2 separate regions of the Ovis aries genome follow, and region 2 is linked to region 1. The links are chromatin contacts, called in public Hi-C maps. All regions are on one chromosome and are shown on one strand. Each heading gives the region's core, a stretch centred on a gene start, on an enhancer-like site or on the middle of the called end of the contact. The rest is flanking DNA. Distances are from core to core; before and after follow the strand shown. Region 1 overlaps SSBP3 (single stranded DNA binding protein 3). Region 2 has its middle 39 kb from the start of ACOT11.

Region 1 (6,768 bases), core at 2,041-4,540:
GCTGCGATGTGCTCGCTCGCCAAGGGGAGCGTGGTGTGAGTCCTTTCTGTCCCCTGACGGCCAGGGATTCTCAGCCGCCCAGGAGAGAGCAAAGACGGGGGCTGGAGGGAACAAAGGTAGAGCGGGCGTGACCTCGTGTTGCCGCCTGAGTTGCCCGTTCCCTGGGGGATGGAGGAAGACCAGGAGAGCTGCGACCCGAGAGTGGGCACAGCCGGTGCTTCCTCTGTACAAGAAGGCTCTGGGAGTGCCCTGGTTCGTCTTTCTGTTCAACAGTATGTATGGGGCCTCATGGGCACCAGGCTCAGTGGGGATGGGGAGATGGATGAGAGCCAGCAGTCTCTCCAGGCAGACAGAATCACACAGGGAGTTTCTATAGGATGTGACAGATGGCTGGAGACGGTGCCATGGATGATCAGGGCCGGAGTGACAAGCTCTGCCGTCCTTTTGTTCTTCGGAGTTTCGACTCCCTACTCCCTTCTCCCTTCCCTGTGCGACGGGGGCTTCCCTTACCAAGCAGGAAGGTTGCTCAGATCAACAAGTATCCCTGCCTTGTCCAGTGTTTGTTCTCAGCCGGCTTGCGACTGCATGGAATTCCCATGCTGGGAAGGCATGTTGGAAGCCAGCACCCCAGTCCCTACTGGGATACAGCCAGTGACGGGGTGCTCACTACCTAATGAGGCGCTACTACTCCAGAGTCGTCTCTACTACTCCAGAGACTTTCTCTCTAGAGCCTTTGAAGGTCCTTTTTACGAAGGATCTAAAGAAAAATGTAAGGCTATAGAATATTTGTCTAGGGGAGCAGGATTAGAGGTTTCAGGCCCCAAGTCCCACCGATTTAACAATCTACTTAACAAATCTTTTAGTTTTTTGAGGACCTCAGCTCTTGGTCACACTGCGACATATATAGAAGGGTTCTTACACCCTTTTCCTTGTGGGTCTGCAAAGTGGAACGTCCTTTTTATTCACTGCTTCTCCACGGAGTTTGTGCTACATGGTATGTCCTCAGGAAAGCTTTTTTGGGTGTGTCACACACGTTGTGTTGGTGTGGTTTGTCATGATGTGGTCACCCACCCCACCCTCACCAGAGAACCAAGTGATCCTGTTGCCCCTTGGAGACTGGGTCTAGGGTTACATGTTGGGCTGGGTGCTCTTTTCCTTCTCTTTGAGAACTCCTGGGAAGAGCCCTCAAATAGGGGAAATTTGGGTGCTGGCCCTAACTCTGCTCCTTATTAACTGGCTGGCAAGGCCTCTCCCACCCCACATATTCCATCTTGGCCCCTCTGGTACCTTCCAAGCCTAGAAAGTGAAAATCCCAGAGTTCATGCTTGCCTGCTGCCCTGAGTTTCAGGGAAACTTAGTTATCTTGACCCTAAGGAGCATCCGCTTAAGACCTCTGCACAGAGGCAGTGGGCAGCCTGCAGCCATGGGGGAAGGGGGCAATCTGAACCTTCGCTCTTTTGCACAGGACCCCAGGGGACTTGACTTTGGCCGTCAGAAACCAGCACACAGCAGGCTTTGGTGTGGTCATCTCCCCCACCCCCAACCTCTTCCTGGCTGGGGAGCAGGGAAGCCTTGAGTCAGGAGAGAACTGTGCAACCTACAGACCATGCAGGCAGGAGGGAGGGTCATAGGACCCTGCTCCCAGCTGCCTTCCATTGTCTGACCGGCAATGACCGCAGCCCCCACCCCCAGGTCCTCTTTTTGAGAATAAACATATCAACAGGATTGATTACCCGATTGGCCCCTGGGCAGCTGGCTCTGGCCTGCATCTGGAGCCGATTTCTCTGCTGTCACACACCCATTGTCTTGGATTGTTCACTTCCACAAATCAGAGGTTGGCTTCACTGCCCTCACCCTACCACGACCCCCAGATGCTTGTTTGTCGGTCGAATGAACACTTCCTGCTCAATGAAGGGGAAAAAAAGCCTGAAGCACACGTGGGCAGCCCTCAGTCCCTACTCTGTTCTGTTGTAGACAGGATGTTCCCATCCCAGCCCCTCCCTGGCCTCCGCCCGCTCTGGGCCTGCCTTTCCAAAGTGGATTCAGAGTGGAGGAGATGTTTCCAGGAAGCTGGGCTGTCAACCCCTCTCCTCCCAACAGAAGGGACACCCAGAGGCTTCAGCTGTACACTGTCCCCAAGTGGGACCAGCCAGTCATGAGCCCTGGCACCCCGGGCATGGGGGTTGGTCTGGTCTGAACGCTGGGCTCAGGATCTGTGATGTCATGATGGGACAGCCTAGGGGCACAGGGACGGTCGTCTCTTGGTTTGCTTGGGGTGGGGTCTGTGAAGGGGTGAATGGAAAGGGTTCTCAGGTGCTCTGTGAAATCCTGCCTGTTCTTCCAGGCGCACCGCAAGCTTCACCCTCCTTGGAAAAGGAAGCCCCCTCTGACCACTTGCCCCAAACACTCTCCCTTTCCTTTGAAATACTGCAAAGTTCAGAGCTGGCGGTGTGTGCCGAAGCCCTTTTTCCTGTGGGCTGCCGCTTTGTTGCACAAGAATGAGGAAGGCCGATTGGCCAGTGAGAGCTGGAGAGAAGCAGTTGGTTTAGGCTAAGACAGATGTGTCCAGAGCCTCCACCAGCGGCGGGGGGAGGTCTGGCTGCTGTAGGTGTGAGGCTGCAGAACCTGGGCTGTGGGAGCATGACACCAGGGCTGTGTTTGTGCCCCTGTTGCTTTCTCATAGTGACAGTAACTTGGCCCGTTCTCTAGCTGCAGACCTGTGTGTGCACCAGACACGGGAGTAGGGGTGGAGGTGGCCTAGAAGGGTTCAAGGTAGTTGGGCTGCTTTCCACAGCCCACTGATTTGTAGCTCCCTCCCTGAGCAATTGTGGTGATGGTGGGTATGACACGGCGGTCACGTCTTAGTCTTGTGGCTATGTGTCTGGCTCGTGTGTTCCTGATGAAAGTTCTTCAGAGTAGCCTCAATTTGGGGCTCGTGTTGGTACGGTCCTTAGAGTTTTCCAAGCCCTCGGCCTCTCCTGTCCTTCATGAGCCCCACAACAGCCCCACAGATTAGGCAGGGTGCTTATCTTCCTTCACTTGGCCCCTACGCCCCCCAGGGCCTGGGAATCCAGTAGGGGTTGGACCCAGCTTTGCCCTCCAGGTTCTCCACACCACCTTGCTGCTTTCTGGCTATTGTTCATAAGCAGAGCGCGTTCCCAGCTCAGCCCTTCCCACCCCTTCGCGTGAATATTTCCAGCCTAAGAGGACCTTGGTTCTCACTCAGAGCTGTTGGTGGGTTTCTGCCTTGAGCCCGGGCTGCCCAGGGCCAGGCTGTCCCTCTGCTGCCCCCTTCTGGGGTGGCCCGTTCTCTCCCTGTGCCTGTCCCCTCCTTGCTTTCCCGGCAGAGTCTCGGCCTTGGTGTTGTCACTAGTCACTAGTCGTTGTTGGGGGAAATAGACCCTAGCACATGTGACTTGGGAGACCTGTGAAGCTGCTCGAGGCCCTGGAGAGATGAGGGTGGGGACCTGGCTCCTTCTAGCTGCCATCAGCACTCAGTGCAGAGACCCAGACTCACAGGCAGACAGGCTCACCTTGCCCTGCCTGTCACACGTTACAGGCGTTTCAGTTGTCTGACGGACTAGCCAGTGAAAACACCGTTAAGGGGAGGAATGCTCCTCTTCCCAGGAGAGGAACAGGCTGGACCCGATACCCGGCCTTCCTTCCGACTCCCATCAGGGATGCTGCCCGCTCCAGGCCCGCTTTTCCACTTAGCTCTTGTTCTCCCCAAGGTCTGGACTAGTACTTTGTAGATGGCATCAGGGAACCACTTACCCCAATTAAAACAGCCAGAGCGGGGTGGGAGGAAATGGGCTGGAGTGTACTGGGACTGTGTTAGCTAATGCAAGGAGTGCTTTTTAAAAGGCAGGTAGAAAACTTTTTTTCTCTTTGTAGATTAATTAAAGCCCCCTCTTCAAATGAACCTCTGGAAGGTGTGTCAATGGGCCCTGTTTTCCTGTGGATACCCAACTCTATGCAAACTAACCCCCCTCCACCAGAAAAAAACCTCCATACTCTCAATGCCTTTTGAATTTTCTGTGAAAGGTGACCAAGTGTTTTTTAAAAGAGCTCCCCCTCTGTGATAAATGCCAGGTAGTGACTGAGCCTGCAGCCCCCCGGGGAGCGTGAAGAAAGCCGGGCTGAGCATTGAAGAATGGGCGGAGAGAGGGTAGAAGGCTGGCCGTACCTCCCCGAAGTCCCCGTGGCCTGCTGGCAGCAGCAGGCACAGAGCTGGGCATCTCGTCAGAGCCAGGCAGATGGCGTTCACCTGCTCGGGACGCACTCCCTCGTGCTGGGGCCCTTGGAGTTGCCGGGATAATAACAGACAGCTGCCAGCTCCAGGCCGAGGTCTGCGGGCATTCAAAAGCTTGGAAGTGTGCGGGGAGAAGAAGCCGCCCTCGCTAGCTCGCTCAGGGCCTCCCCTCCCGCCTCAGCTCGCCTTTTGTTTTGAGATTTGTGCCCCCTCCCTCCTGCACCAACATCCGAGCAACAAGAGCGTTTTAATAGAGGACAGTTCTGTTTTGGAAACGACAAGAAAGCGCCTCGTCGAGTGTGACCTGGCCTCTCCTTTGTCCAGCCTACCCTGCTTTGTGTGCGCCTGCAATGGGTTTTGTTCCAAGGGGCAAAGGAGTTGGACATGGATTTGGTGTGTTCCTGGGGTTTTCTTTCTTTTTCTTTTTCTTGGCAGCGGCTAAAGCTTTGGGTTATGTCTGAGCACAGGGCATTTGGGGATCTGGGGATTTTCGGGACCACTCCAGGGTCTTTGAGTGACCGTGTGGTGTCAGAAACAGTGAGCAGCAGAAAAGGCAACTTTCCCTCTGCCTGGCGTTTTCTCAGCGCATTGTGTACATGTGGAAGGGACAGATAATTTCTCAGAGTGCGATGGGCCTCGCATCCTAGTAGGGACATTTCCCAAGGTATCAATGAAGCTCAAGGCTGACTGTTTTGAGAACCAGCTTCATTTCCTTTCTCTATCTGTAGAAAAAGGGTGCTGGTGCTTCCCTGGTTATCTGGTTACCACATCGTGGCTAAAGTCTGTGCAGGCCAGTGTTGAGTCCCTCTGGCCTGTCTCAGCAGCAGCATCTGCTCTCATTAGGTTACTTGCAAAAAAATGTGTCTTGTGTGGAGGCAGCTCAGTTTGATGGGGTCTGGTAGAAATTTTATAACCTCCCTCTATATAGAACTCATGCCTCACTTGTTCAGGCCAAGCTTGGGAGGCAGGTTTGCTCAGCAAAGTAGAGTGTCAATAAGATGAGGAAGTCTATTTGATGGTCCTACGCTGCTGGAAGTTGGCATGCTTCATGGGCTTAGATGCCCTGTGTGTGCCTCGTCCAGCCCATCAGAGGGTGGTATAACTTTGTTACAGTGGTAATCAGACCAGCTTTTTATCTCTTATCCCTAATCATTCCAAACCAGTGGGATTTTTCAATACAACCACTGGCAGAGATTGCCTTTTCCTTAGGGGGAATGGCCATTTTTCAGCTGTGCCACACAGCTTATGGGGTCTTAGTTCCCCCACCAGGGATTGAGCCTGGGCCCCATGAATGAAAGCATGGAGTCCAAACCACTGGCCTGCCAGGAAATTCCCTTTCTTTGGCATTATTAATTTTCAGAGCAGACCTACCAGTGAATTCCTGCCCTTCTGATCAGTGGCCTGTCCTGCTCTTCCGTTGTTTTAACTGCTGATGAGCAGCTCTGGGGAGGGAGGAGATGTGCTTTAAAATATTGCTTAGCTTATTCTGTACACACCAGCAATTCAGAGATAAATGAAGGCAGGGTCTCTGTCCTCAAGGAGCCCACCAAGGAGACAAACCGCACTGAACACAGTACAGTGGGGCTGGACCCAGGCAGGGTCCCAGCCAGGCTGCATTGGGCGTGGAGGATGGGGAAGACTGGTTGGTTCTGTAGGGCTGAGGAGATGCAGGGTGAGTATAAAAGCTGGTCGAAGAGGTGATGACTTAGGAGTGGAGAGTGGGTATTTGCTGGACAGCCAGGAGGGTGGGGAAGCAATTATCCTCAAAGGAGGCAGTGTGCCCTCAGGTTCTAGGCCAAAAAAGCAGGAGGAGAAGGATGTGATGGGGGTGTAGGGTGCCCCGAGTTAGCGGGGCCAGTGTGGCCTCTTGAAGCCTGAATTTCTCTCCTCCTGGGGGCTGTGGGGACAGGGAGCGGCTGGAATCCTGAGTCTTCATTGTTTCACCATTAGAGGCCTCAGGTTGAGTGTCAAGGTCAGTAATGGTGGTGGGCCGCAGTGGAAGAGCCTGTGGGTGTCAGCTAAATACCAGCTCTGCCAGCAACCGCTATGTGACCCTCGGTAAGCTAAGCCTCAGTTTACCGCACTGTGGAATGGATCTTCTAAAGTATTTACATCTTGGGGTTGGTGTGAGAAGTGCTCGGCACGTGGAAGCACCCAGTAACAGGGCACCATGGTTATCATCTATGTAACGAAACTCCCAGCAACTGTTCTTACGCAGTGTCAGGGGGCTGGCCTCACTCTGCCCTGCCCCTGTCTTTCCCATTCATCTCAGGGATCACCCAGGCTCGGGGTGAACCTGGTCAGTGAGGCCTCACTGTGGCCATGGCACTTTCCCTCTGTTACACAGTCTGGTTTCAAATAACCTGATGTTTGCCGATAATGAGCTGGGTGTCTTGGCCTGAAACTCTATGCCTGTTTGGACCTGTAGCTCTCCCCGGGTCCTCCAGTGGTGGCACATGGCCGGCACCAGGCTAGAGCTTATCACATGCCCAGGTGTGCTTTATCATGTTCCTCCC
Region 2 (6,768 bases), core at 1,543-4,042, 150 kb before region 1:
GTGAGTTGCAGAGGCCAGCAAGGGCCTTGAATGCCATGCAAAGCAGAGGGCTTGCCCCTCAGGACCGCAAGGAGCCAAGGAAGATGTTGAGAGCAGGAATTAACAGGTGTGTATTTTAGAACGTCCTCACTGGGATCTCTTCATTCTGCTCTGACCCGGTTTATTCTTTATCTGCCTTAGTCTGCTAGCTCCTTGCTGTCCAGCCCAGGGCTCAGCAACCTCTCCAGGCTCCCTAGGGACTGGATGTGACAATCACAGCTCCTCAGGCCAGCACACAAGGACCACTCGGATCTGACTCCCTCTCCAGTCGCATCTCTTCCCCACTGTCCTCTCCCCTTACATTTCCGCCACGCCATCTTCGGTTTCATTAAAGGTCATGCTCCCTCATGTCTTGCGCTTGCCCATGCTGTTGCCTATTCCTGCCATTCCCTCTCCCTGAATGAACTGTCTCCCCTTTAGCTCTGTTTATGTGGCTAATTCCTACTTCTCCCTTGGGACTCAGCATAAGGATCACCTCCTTCAGGGAGCCTTCCCTGATTTCCCCCCAGACTGGGTGACAGTTCTCTTAAGACATCATTCTGCCAACCATCATTATACCACTATGCTTTCTGCAGGGAAGGCTGGTTCACCTCAGTATCTCCAAGCCCTGGCAGGACCTCACAGTGACAGCCTGTGCAAGTCTAAGGAGCAGGGCAGGCTCTGGAGGTCACATGTAGTGTCATCCGACTCTTTGTGACCCCAAGGACTCCTTTGTCCATGGGGGTTCTCCAGGCAAGAGTACCGGAGCAGATTGCCATGCCCTTCTCCAGGGGATCTTCCCAACCCTGGGATCGAACCCAGGTCTCCCGCATTGCAGGTGGATTCTTTACCATCTGAGCCACCAGGGACGCCCACACGCATGTATCACTAAGACACAAAAGATGCATCTGAGAGAAATAAAATGAGATGATCAAGGTGGAAAGGCCTAGATCATGGAGGGTCTCACCAGCCTGCAGCTGATCCACAGGGCAGGGAAACGCAGGGCATAGACAGAAGCAGCACGGGAATATGTGCTTTGTGGTTCAGAAGGCTTGGTGGAGGGGCCAGTTTCAAGCCCCCTGGATACCAGCAAGCTGGCAGATTAAGATGGTGGCTAAGAGATGTGGAGAAGGGAACAACTGGAGAGATATTTAAGGGGAGAAAGGACCAGACTTGGTGCCTGATTGTTCGTGGGCGGCAAGAGAGAGGGAGGAGTGGAAACGACTCCCTGTGCAGCTCCTCGAATCTCTAGGGAGAGAGGAAGGAGGCCAGCAGCCAGCTCGGACACCAGTCACCTTGGACACAAATAACCTCTAGGGACTCTGCCCCTGCTGAGCCGAGCTGCTACCTCTGACAATGCCTCCCCAACACACACACACACACACACACACACACACACACACACACCCTGTTTTCCCAAGGGGTTGACTGGACGCTCTGCTGGCTCCTTGCCCACTGCTCCCTCCCGCAGTCTGCTCTGCGCCAGCCAGGAGGGGAGGGAAGGGGAGGGGCAGCCGCAGAAGCCCTGCCGGAAGGGAGGAAGGGCGGGCTCAAGAAGCCAGCCCAGCCGACCCCCAACTGAGGAGCAAGGGAGAGCCGAGGAGAGAGGGTGAGACAGACAAAAGACAAGGAGAAGCAGTACAGCAGCTCTGAACACTGGAGATACAAGATGCCTTTCTGTTCCTCTTGCTTGCCCACTCCCCATTTTAGAGATGGGGAAACTGAGGCCCAGAGACAGCAACAGTTTAGGAACCTACAACTCAGGTTTCAGCAGACCCACACTCTTCTGTTGGAGCCCCTCAGCCTGGAGCAGCCACTTACAGGCTGGTCTGGTAGGAATGGGTGTTGAGCACCACAGCCATCGCCCCAAATGAAGAGCTGGCCAGCTAGTTGAGTCTATGGTTCAAGTCCCTCCAAGTCCCCATAGTATAGAGAGCTGGACTGAAAGACAGGGGACTTGAGTTCTCACCCCGCTGTAGGACTGATTTTTCATCTGTAAATGTCCTATACTGCCTCTGATAAACCTCTCTACAAGGTTTACAAGAGCCACTAAGGGATGAAGGAAGACTGTGAATTCAAAAACGCCACAGGACCCCAGAAGGATTGGGTGCAAAACCATGTCCCTGAGCAAATCGCTCCCCTCTCTGGGACTCAGTTTCCTCAACTGCACAAAAAGGGTACCAGATTCATTGATATTAAAAGGCCATTCCACCACTGGAAGCCAGTAGGATGCACCCACTCTGCCAAAGTTTTAGATTCTAGAGCAAACACAAAACCTCACCATCGCATCTTCCCCGCCCCTAGAACGGGTGCTTGGAAGCCCTCTTCAGGCCTGTCACCGGTCACCGGGGGAGTTATTGTCGCCCCTGCCCAGGTACCATTGACTCCGTCCTTAAGGCCCCTCGCCGCCCCGGCTGCAAACTTACTGCAGTGGCCCCTAGGGGGCAGTGTTGCCCCGAACTTGGGCCGCCGCAGCTGCTGCCCCCGCCCCAACGGGCGCCGGGAGAATACTTGAGTTCTGGGAATGTTTGACACCCCCCGGCACACACACCGCCCCCCGCGGCCAGCCCCAGTCCCGGAGGCTCCCGCGCTGCCCACAGCCCGGGTGCGGACTTACTGCTAGGGCCCCCCCACCCCCCACCTCTCCCAGCAAAATATTTCGCAAGGACAAGGCTTCTATTTTTGTTTTTTCGCAGGAGTAGAGAACAGGTATTGGTCTCAGGCTGCTCGCGCGGACTAGGATGTCTCTGTGTTCAGAGATCTGAGGGAGGAATCTGAGGGGAGAGGAGGCTTGTTTTCCCAAGAACCTGTCAGCTGTTTCCCCCGTCACTCCCGCATCCCTTTGATAAGGGGTTGGCAGGCATGCACCCCCATACCTCCTCCTCCACGGGTCCCCCAGCCCCGCCAGGAAGCGCCCCGGGGTAGAGGGTGTGGGCTGCAGGGTCCGACCTCGCCTTCTCCAGCTCAAGCCCAGGCCCAGAGACCGGGGCACAGGCCGAGCTTGAGGGGCTGGGTTTGGGGGGTGACTTCTGCTGTCTCCCCAGCCTCAGATGTGAGCAGCAAATTCAGGGTGAAGACGGTGAAGGGGAAACGGAGGGAAAATCCCACTCAAGTTTGGTCCAACGGTTTAATGGAAGTGGGGGGAGTAGGAAGAATTTAAAAGCCCCGAACCCACAAAGCAGACTTTTTTTAAAAAAATTATAATTGAAAACATCTCGGAGTAAGGGCCGCCAGGAGCGGGCCAGCTCCCCCCGCCCCATCCCCCTCTCCTGTTCCCCGGAGTCCGATGAAGTCATGATAAGTAGGCTGCAAAAAAAAAAAAAAAAAAAGTGGGGGGGGTGGCTTGCAGGGGCTGGGGGCACAGGGGTCCCAGGCTGGGGCCCCGCGCGGACACAGTTTGGATACTATGGTTACGCGATCCGACCCAAACAGCGAAGGCGGACAACAATAGCGGCCGCCAGAGGAGGAAATTCCTTCCGGGGTGGACGGCGCGGGGGGAGGGGCGCCTGGCTGGAACGCCGAGGCGGCGGCTCGGCCAATCAGCGCTCGGCCGCCGGCGGTTTCAAGGTGCCCCGCGCCGCGCGCCCCCGCCCCCCCCGCGCGCTCCGCTTGGGCGCTGGAATTGCTGAGACGTTTCCCTGCACGCGCCCGGGTAACCCTGCGGGGGCTGCTGCTCAAGCCGACCCCCTCCCTAGCCCTTCTCCCCGCCCCCCGCCGGAGCCCACCGCCCCGGGAAGACTGAGTGTTCTGCTCCCTGAGTTGCTTGCACTTGAGGGAGATGGGGGGGGAAAAACATCCCTCCAAACTACCCCTTTCTGTGGGGTTGGTTACTGCACAAGCCTGTTTTCTATTTTAAAGCATGTCTCAAGAAAAAATGAGAGAGGGGAGAGAGAGAGAGAGAACAGGGAGAGCGAAGATCCACCCCAACTCAAGAAGCCTGGGAGGCTCTGACCCCTGCCTGCCTGGCCGCAGGGGCTGTTACATAATAAGTTGGGTTATTGATATTGGCGGCCCTGGCCGGGCATCTGGCATGCAGAGATCCAAGGGCAGAGTTGGCATTTAGAAAAGCCCCCCCTCCCCCTTTCAGTGACCGTTACCTGCTTTATAAAGGACCAGCGGAACCAGGGGCTCACCTCAGCCGGTGTCTGGGCAATTTACGTGGTGCCCATGGTGTGACCGTGCCCACTGCTACCCCCACCTACCAGGGAGGGATTCTGTGCCTAAGTCCCCCTCCTTCAGAATCCCCGGACTGGCTCTTTCCCTGTCGCCAGGCCCTCCACGGTGCTTCCTGCTTTCCTGCCAAGTACCCAAAGCCGGCATCCTGGGCACTTAGAGCACCGAGCTGGTCCCGTTCCTTCTTTAAGCGGAACCAGGTTTCTGCTCTCTGGTGTTTCCTAGCTCGGAACACCACTCTGAGGAGGAGTAGATACCTTCTCTTATTCATTGCCTACTGAGAGATTCACTTCTCTGGAAGGCTCTAACATTCAAAAAGTATTAGCCTCTCTCTCCCACTCTTTCTCTCCCTCTCTTCATATATAATGGGGATAGCCCTAATTCTCCAGTTCCTCGTGTGTCTCTATAAATAAATAATGAGATTTTATTAATTATGCACGTATAGTATCTGCAAGCAGATTGCTCTGTCTCTTGATGCTTAATAATATTTTAAAAATGGAAAAAACTTCCACACTGAAGCTGGGTATTTGGGGGTTTTTCCCCTCCCTTCAAGCAAACAAAAACTTCAAGGGGCCATATGTCCTCCAAGGAGAGGCGAGGAAGGCAGAAAGTTGGGGAGTGCAAGCAAGGGAGGGATTAAAGGGGGTCTCTCTGCAGATTTTCAAGGCAGCTGAAGGCAAATTTCAAGTAGCCTGCTTCATGTTTGTGATTGAGCTGCTGGTCTGAAAACATACCAAGGTTCACTTGGGCGTTTGTGTGTTAGGCGGGATGGGCAGCTGTTAATAGTAAACAGGAAACCAGCAAGAAGAGAGCTGGCTGCAGCCCAGTCCCTCTCTCAATTCCGCACCCCTTCTCAGAGCCCCCAAACCCTTGAGCTCTCGAAACACACTTGGTTTCTGGGAATTGTGCATCAGTTAATTTCTGGGTGCCCAACACAACTCCTGGCACATAGTAAGGGTTCGAAAAAACATTTGCACATTGAACAACTGGAGCATGGAGAACATATCCAGGGTTGGGGAGTGGTTGCACAGAGGCCGGGGCTAGGCCTTGGGGCACTATGCCTTGAAGGCATAACAGTTGGAGCTTCAGTCCTCAGACAATGGGGGAGGGACTCGCCCCTCCAATTTTGTAGTCCAGGAAGTGACAGAGCAGAGCTGAGCATTGAAAAACTAATCTGAGTGAGGGAGACCAGAGAGAGGTGCAGATACAGGAACCATCAGGCAGAGTCGGTATGGCCAGAGAGAAAAGGATACAGAGGTAGCCTCCTACCTTTAGCATGTGGAAATGAGGCAGTGGGAGGGGTCAGAGGTGAGCTTTGATTCAAAACGTTCTAGTTCCTGATTTGAATAGCAAGCCTATGGAAATAGAGATTTAAAGGGTGCAGACATGAAGTGTAAGGACTCCTATAAAACAGGCTTCCCTCGTAGCTCAGTTGGTAAAGAATCTGCCTGCAGTGCAGGACACCGGGGTTCAATTCCTGGGTTGGGAAGATCCCCTGGAGAAGGAAATGGCAACCCACTCTGGTATTCTTGCCTGGAAAATCCCATGGACAGAGAAACCTGGAGGGCTATAGTCCATGGGGTCACAAGAGTCGGACACGACTTAGTGTCTAAACCACCACCACCAGAACAGGCACCTTAGACTGAAATTTTAAAAGCAGACAAAAAAAGAGATCCCAAAGGAGGCACGCATCATTAATTGTCCATCAGACTGTCCAAGGAATTATCATTTGGGACCCAGAGATCCCAAGAGGATCAGGGGCTAATCGCGGGCAGAGGGTGGTTGGTTTCTACAGCAGGACCAGTTGCTAGCACACCACCCCACATCTTTTGCCTCCTTCTCAAGTTATTTGCACAACACCCGCCTTGCAGGAGAGAAACAATTTTCTCACCCAGCCCAAAGCAGACCAAGCCTTCCTACAAAAGGGTTAATTAAACTGGGTATGTGTTGCGCAAGTTGAAAAAAAATTTTTTTTCAAGGGAGAAGTTCTGGATGCCATTTCTTCTGCCTGTGAGAGGTCTATATATCACCAAGAGTTAAAACATAAAAATAAAATTGTGCTGGCTGAGGTTACCACAAAGCTATCAAGCTGGGTCTTGTTGCCGGAGTCCTGGCATCTGCTGTGTAATTTGGGGAGCACTTACTCTCCCAACCATGGGTGGGGGCGGCTGTCTGACTTCTCTCTTTGTATCCTCCTAATTAAAAGGGACCAGGATCCCTTACCACATGTGTTAAAGGACATCTCTTGTGCCAAGGAAAGGCAAGGAGATGAAGATGCTATGGGTACTCGGGATGCAGGGAGATGGTACCAGGATCCAACATGAACCCTCCCTGCCACCCTCACCCCCACCCATACCTGATGTATCATGACCTGCTCTGTGACCTTGGGCAAAGTCCTCAGTTTTCCCAAAAATCAAAACGAGGAGGGGAGAGGAGGATGGTTGAAGATCAAGGATCCTTCTCACTCTCTGGCTCTAAGAAATGGGTCCAACTGGACCTCAGGCTATCTTCCCTCATGGTCTGTTGGGATGGAACCTCTGTCCCCCCTCCAGCAGCCAACATGCCTGTTGCCTGCCC

Evidence for each region. Hi-C and Micro-C count contacts between places; a contact is called where the count stands out from the background.
Region 2: a Hi-C map of hypothalamus shows a contact between it and region 1, with 6 times the contacts expected there. The contact joins two enhancer-like sites. A contact is called at or near these places in 7 of 16 Hi-C or Micro-C datasets (blood, hypothalamus, liver and 2 more).

Annotation. Positions count from the first base shown.
Region 1 is chr1:28,818,068-28,824,835 of ARS-UI_Ramb_v3.0, reverse strand. All of the region lies in intron 4 of SSBP3 (single stranded DNA binding protein 3), which reads left to right. Among named protein-coding and RNA genes, the nearest start is that of SSBP3, 88 kb to the left of the region's middle. Within about 2 kb of position 3,290, at least 23 of the 54 cell types and tissues checked have an H3K27ac peak or open chromatin away from gene starts, as enhancers often do. A contact at or near this core is called in hypothalamus, where this site is marked.
Region 2 is chr1:28,965,920-28,972,687 of ARS-UI_Ramb_v3.0, reverse strand. No RefSeq gene overlaps it. Among named protein-coding and RNA genes, the nearest start is that of ACOT11, 39 kb to the left of the region's middle. Within about 2 kb of position 2,792, at least 41 of the 54 cell types and tissues checked have an H3K27ac peak or open chromatin away from gene starts, as enhancers often do. A contact at or near this core is called in hypothalamus, where this site is marked.